Regions from separate parts of the Drosophila melanogaster genome. Here region 1 is linked to region 2. A link is a contact called in public targeted proximity ligation data. All regions are on one chromosome and are shown on one strand. The core of a region is the stretch at or near the end of the contact, and the rest is flanking DNA. Distances in the headings are between cores, read along the strand shown.

Region 1 (3,237 bases), core at 477-2,976, 280 kb before region 2:
GTGTATCATTCTGCTTGCCGTACAGCGCCTTCAGATAGTCCGTCTTGAAGGAAGTTGGTGTCTTGAGCGCGTAGTACTGGGCCAGGGAGCAAAAGTCGGGGACGTCGTCGAACTCCAGGGCGCACGGCATAAGGCTCAGGAACTTGATGATCTCCTCCTTGGACGAGCTCCTCATCTGCAGGATCTGCTCCCTGCCGTTGATCAAGATTATTAGCGCCAGGAAGAAGACCATGAAGGGATCGGCGTTCTGAAAGTACAGGTCCCACATGGCAATGATCACTGACAGGCTGCTGCAGGAGGCGAAAAGCGACTGGAACCAGGTCAGCGAGTACAAGTCGGGCGTGATCTTCTTGGTGTCCAGCAGCGTGCACAGCTCCGGATCGTGGTAAAGCAGGAGCAGTCGGAAGACATGAAAGACATTGCCCTTGGGCCGGCAACCCTTGGGTATGTACGTGTCTCGTATGGACTCGAACAGGTTGAATGTGTCGGAGCGATTCAGCTTCAGGGCGAACAGCGGGAGCAGCAATTCAATCCATCCGTTGTCCGGCTCATACTGAAGGTTTCTGTTCTTGCAGTAGAAGGTGATGATGGACTCGAGGTCGGATACCACCGAGACCTTGTCCTCCTCATCGTTGCCCATGCGATCGACGTGCCGCTGGCAATCCTCGCGCAGTTGGCTTTGGAAGGGCAGGTCGTAGATCTCGTTGAAGAGCGACATTTGATCCGATTTGTGGCGCACATCCAGGCACACTTGCCACACGTCCGGACGCAGTGCCTCCGGCAGAGCCTTGCCCTGGCATATGCCGTAGATGTCGTTGACAGTGCAGTCGTCCAGCAGTGCCGACTCCAGCTCAATGATCCTGCATACAAGAGAGGGATGTCCATCACAATCAGTTGCTTGGTACTTGTTCTGCTCATGCTACGGGTGAAGGGGACGTCAACGTGTCTAAATAACCAGCTGCTGATAAGGCGGAGCACCCACACCCCCAGGTGCTCCGCGTCCCGCTGGCCCAGCACCAAGCTGCTGACTCAATCAGCGAAACAAATGGTGGTCTGTTCGAGAAAGCCAAAGGCGATGGATGCCAAAGAAAATGAGGTGCTGGAGCTGAATCTCTAGACTCTCTGACTAATCTTAGTTGTTGACGTAGCCCCAACCCAATGTTTATTATTTACCACATATTCTCCTCCATGATTTCGCTGTGGGCTAGTTCCTACGTTTCGGATTCGAAATGCTGCCTTAGTGCAATCTATTCAGCTGCAGAAGGCCAGGCTGGTGCATTTTCTTTCTGTTCCAGGTGCGAATAATGATTTTTGTGATATTCCAAATTTATTTTGATCGAATTTTGGTTACGTTATGATGGTTACGTTTATAGCGATGGGAGGTGCTTACGTCTGCCACGGCGCACGTTAGAGATGGCAGTGTGCATATGAACTAACAATACAATTGTATTAAGATATTTGTAATAAATCGTTAAAAATGATTACAAACTTGATACTTGTCAGAATGCTAAAATTTGAGATAACAAATTAGAAAATAAATTTAAGTTATATTGTTATATATATATAAGGTTATTCAGCGGGATCTAAGCAAACTATCTATATTATTTTCATATTACAGGTATCAAAAGAGAATAGAAAATTTTAGTTTGTTCATTTGAACATTGAAGTTGAAATGCATAACGCTTTCTGTCCTATCGATTAGTGTTGCCAACTACGATAATCGACAGCTGACCACCTCTAGTTGCCAGCAATTTTGCAAGCAAAGTTTTGTTTTGCCTGAATTTTATCCAAATTTAACTTAAAATTCGGTTGCGTTGGCCTAAATTTGGATACTTAACTTCAAGCTGGTCGACTGAGCGTGCTGCTAGTATAAAGGTGAGTGAGCTTAGAGGCCAGCACACGTAACACAGATTTTAGGCATTTCCATGCAAACACACATGTATGGAGACCAAACAAAATTTGCAAAAGCAATAACAGCAACAAATACACGAAGCGAATGCAATTGCTCACTCATGCATGCAAACACACACTCACACACATGTAGCCTTCACCCAAATAAAATTTAGCTTGCATCTATTGATTTGCATGTTGCACTTGTGCAAAGAAGTGTTGTAAGAAGTGCGGGGAGGGGTAAGCGTGCAACAGCTGTGTGCCTGCTCCCCTCCCCCTTGACTGTGTTATCAACCACCCCCCCACCCCCCTTTATCCAAACACTTGGCCAATCAACACAAGCTGCGCTTTAAGCCACGTGTGTACTTTTTGCTGTTTGCATGCCAGCACGTATCTGCTTAGCCAAGGAATCCTCTAATTGCGTTTCTCTTACCCTTATGGAGATGAAAACGGGCAGCAACAACAACCACATCTCCGCCAGCAGCAGCAGCAGCAACAACAACAACAACAGCTCATTGGTGCAACAGCAGCAGCAACGCTCCACCACTTCCGTTTCCGTCTCCTCGTCTCACATTGTCACCGAGTGGGAGGATGGCATCATTTTCGATGTGGACGATCCCGACTTTTGCAATCTGGCCACCGACAAGCTGAACTTCATAGGTGAGTGCGCCATAGCGAGTTCGTACATATAATTAGCCACCCGATTATATTTATAGTCTAGACATCGGAGTAATCTATGTTATTTACGATTAGCCGTAGCGAAGCCCACTAATTGAGCAGCGGAAAACGCTAGTCGCACCTTTGTACTAGCTGCATCGGCTTATCGCCAAGTGGTTTTCCCGTCTCTTGGAGTCCCGGCTTTTGTCCGATCGGGCGGAAACTGCCGTACACTTTTATTAATGCCCATACACTCCGGCTTTATCTTCGAATGGCATTGATAGTGGGTCGGTCGCCTATAAGCAGGGGCCATCAATTTTACAATCCCGGAATAGCCAACACTCTGTCTTCCCCAAAGAGTTCCATTTAAAATTAGTACCATTCCGTGCTGTTTTTAGCACGTACCCGTACGCATCCCACGAAAATTGGCCGATCCATCAATTACCATTCGAAATGGATGAGAGAGTGGGCTCCCAGTGGGGCTAATTGTTTTGCCCGTTTGCCCGTTTATCTGCCATCTGATTAGACGTACAAGCGGGTCGTGCGACTAGCCTATTCACACGTTTCGCTTGTCACCCAGAACTCAGAACGCCCAATTCACGCGTTTGTCATGTGACTGCGGATCGGATCGAAGCGAATCGGACAAGCCTCTCCAGCCGATCATGCCTCTCCTTCGCTTCATCGGCTGCG
Region 2 (3,193 bases), core at 656-3,155:
CCGGCTTTGCCATAGCTAACTCTCGATTCCAACAGGACGGAGTACTGGAAATCAAACGAGCGCAAGTTCTGCGACTTCTGCAAATGCTGGCTGAGCGACAACAAGGCGGTGAGTCCATAGAATAAACTCGCTTTTCGGCACTCTAATGACCCCTAATCCCGCAGAGCGTCGCCTTCCACGAGAGTGGCAAGCGGCACAAGATGAATGTGGCCAAGCGGATCACGGACATCAGTCGCAACAGCGAGAAATCGGAGCGGGAGCGCCAGAAAATGGACGCGGAGATCCGCAAGATGGAGGAGGCGGCCATGAAGTCGTACGCACAGGATGTCCATTCGCGCGGTGACATGACCGCCAGGTCCATTAACACGGTAATGAGGGCCACCGCCACTGCTGCCGCCTCAGGCGGAGCTCACTCCTTCGCCGGAAGATCACGCCAAGTGGACCCCATGCGCCTGGAAGGATTGTCCGACGAAGAAGAAGACCAGAGGCGGGTGGCTCCCGGCAAGGTAACAAGCGACGCAGCCGTGCCCGAGGCATCCCTCTGGGTGGAGGGCAAGTCGGACGAGGGACACACCTACTATTGGAACGTGAAGACCAATGAATCCGTGTGGAAGCCGCCGAAAGAGGGCTATCTGTCCTACGAGGAGTACGAGCGCATCAACCAGCTGGCCATCGACCAGCAGCAGATCTCCCAGGCCGAGGAATCGCTGAAATTCCGCGCCAATGTCGACGAGGAAGTGGCGAGGGTGAACCGAGAGAAGATGAAAGCCTTCCGCAGGACGGACAATCCCAAGGAAAAGAAGCAGAAGGAGGAGAGGCGTCAGACATTCAAAACGGAGGAAGAGGCGGCCACCAAAGAGATTGGACAGTGGCAAACTGTGGAAGTGAAGTAGGGCCTTCCTACTAGGTTCAAATGCATTTACTGATAAATTTATGGATTTTTGTAGAGCACCTGAGCAGCCCATCGACTGGCAGCTACCCAAAACGGATTACTACAGTGCTGCGCCCGTGGTTTCCGCCTCGAGTGAACCAGAACCTCCAGTCAAGAAGTTCAAGGAAAAGACGATTGGCGGTCTGGATGAGGAGATAGCCGCCACTGCGCCCGCCACGTTCAAGCGGAAATTCATCAGGAAGGGAAACAGCCGCCAGCGCGCCGAGGATTAAGAAGTACTCCATGTGCTTATGTGCATATTTCACCTACTAGTTAGGTTTAGGCATAGGAAATGTTTAGGTTTTTAAGTGTTTGCTTATACCAATTAAAAAGTGAGATGCGTTTAACTAATATTAGATTAAACATAGCTATTGTAGAATTATTATTATCTTTAGTCGACTTGCATTCAATAAATATTTCCCAACATTTTAAATAGTAATATGTTTTTTAAAAAGTTTTAAATTTCGATAACAGTTATCGAATTAGGTTCAATCGGTGTGTGTCTGTGCTTTAGTTGCGGCATATTTAGGTCTTAGAGCTCCGTCCAATTTTAGTGCATTTCCAGCGGCAACACGAGGTATGTTTCTCCCGTCCGCCAACGGTCACTCTGCTGCTGTTGTTGTAGGCGAGCGGTCGGAATTTGCGTCGGAATTGTGTTGAGTCGAGTCGCGCTATTTTGTTTCGAGTGCGCTGTGCTGTTTGGTTTCGTTCCGTTTCGTTTCGCTGTTCGTTTTCCACTCGTCTTCGAATCCGCACTGCAAACAAACAAGGAGAAGGGGAAGCAGCAAAAGTGGCGAGTGCATTCGCAGCGTCGAAATTTCAATTGAAATCTGAAATCTGTGTGGCAATTGCAGCGGCACTCGGTGTAAATAGATTGAATTGAAGCGAAATTCTGCGAGTCGAAGAAGTGAAAAGTAAACAATAACACGGGCAATCGGAAAAGTGGTTTTCGATAAATCGCACCGCACACACACACCTGTCAGTGTGAGTGTCAAAGTGAGTGTGTGAGTGTGCGTCGAAGGAGAGGAAAGGTCAAGCCAAAAATTGCGTAAAGAAAAGGAAAGGAAAGCTTAGAAGAGGGGAAGGGGAATTACGTCAGTTTCGCATTCCCGATAAAAATTTTTGATTCCCTAAACGATCCTGATAGCCAGCCATTACGATAGGCAAAAAACGATAACAGCGGAAATTTACGTCAATTTGGAGCAGAAAGTAAACGATACCAATTCCCGAAAGAATTCAAAAAATCAGGCAAGATTCAGTTCGTGTACGCTTACAACAGCTCCGCGCCCCACGCCGCCTCCTCCTACCGCACCGCCGTCGCCCCCTTTGCGCCCTACGCGGCCGAGCGGTCCACCCACCACCACCCACTCCCGCCCCCCGAGGAGCGGCTGCCCTCGGACACCGAGCAGCTAGCTGGATCCGACGAGGATCGGGCTCAGAGCCACGAAGCGGAAGCGGAGGAATCCGAGGAGGAGCGCGCAGGTAGCGGACCCTCCGTCAGGCCGCTCATCGCAGCAGCAGGAGCAACAACAACGACAACGTCGACGTCAGTAGTACCGGAAGCGGTACAAAGGGCGGCGGCCAAGGGAGCGACAGAGACGGCGACAATGGCGGTGGTGCGCAAGAAACAGGACGACAAGTACCTGCTCGCCCTGCGGGAACTAGTGGCCAGCGGGACGGGGAGCAATCGGCAGTGCTTCGACTGCGGCCAAAAAGGACCAACCTACGTGAACATGACCATCGGATCCTTTGTCTGCACCCGCTGCTCCGGAGTCCTGTAAGTATTTGCCTTCTTGTTGTTGTTTTCTAGTCTGGGATAATGTAGGGTAGATCCAGGAATTAGGCATAAGTCGCCTGCTAGGTGACCTTTGTTATGAGAATGTAACTGTAACTTGGCTATTCATATTTTAGTTATTTCTTTGGTTGTCTCTTTGAGTTTACCAGGTATTCAAGATACCTCTGGAAAATATTTCAAACAATTTCCGATGCACAGATTGATCTAGCTTGAGATTTGTAGAATAAGGATGGTGGGTTATGAACTGACAAATCTCTTAAAATCTTCCACAAGAAGAATCCAGATATACGACATTTATGGTTATGGCTTTCTTGAATGGCTTTTGGTTGAATTCACACATGTTTTTTATCAAAAAGCTGGCTACCTATATACATATTCTGATAACTGCCAAATGGGCTACCCCCACTGCGTTTAGGAGTCATATAAAATATTGCCTTGAGTGTTTCCAAAAATAGAAATGCAAATTG

What was found.
Region 1: a contact with region 2 is called in a targeted proximity ligation map of the Kc167 cell line, with 2.2 times the contacts expected there. A contact is called at or near these places in 6 of 107 Hi-C or Micro-C datasets (the D17-c3 cell line, the Kc167 cell line, the OSC cell line and 1 more) and 1 of 7 datasets of targeted methods (the Kc167 cell line).

What each region holds. Positions count from the first base shown.
Region 1 is chr2L:1,127,442-1,130,678 of dm6, reverse strand. Pino (Pinocchio) reads left to right here and starts at 1,726. Exons shown (of 5, transcript NM_164405.2): 1 at 1,726-1,875; 2 at 2,334-2,550. The coding sequence starts at 2,334. TBC1D23 (TBC1 domain family member 23) reads right to left here and starts at 1,363. Exons shown (of 3, transcript NM_134725.2): 1 at 1,174-1,363; 2 at 1-860. The coding sequence starts at 1,190.
Region 2 is chr2L:849,414-852,606 of dm6, reverse strand. lncRNA:CR44060 (long non-coding RNA:CR44060) reads right to left here and starts at 1,905. Exons shown (of 1, transcript NR_073684.1): 1 at 1,444-1,905. drongo (drongo,) reads left to right here and starts at 1,536. Exons shown (of 5, transcript NM_057891.3): 1 at 1,536-2,708. The coding sequence starts at 2,539. It overlaps CG4291, which reads left to right. Exons shown (of 4, transcript NM_001272917.1): 2 at 36-108; 3 at 165-889; 4 at 948-1,356. The coding sequence ends at 1,164.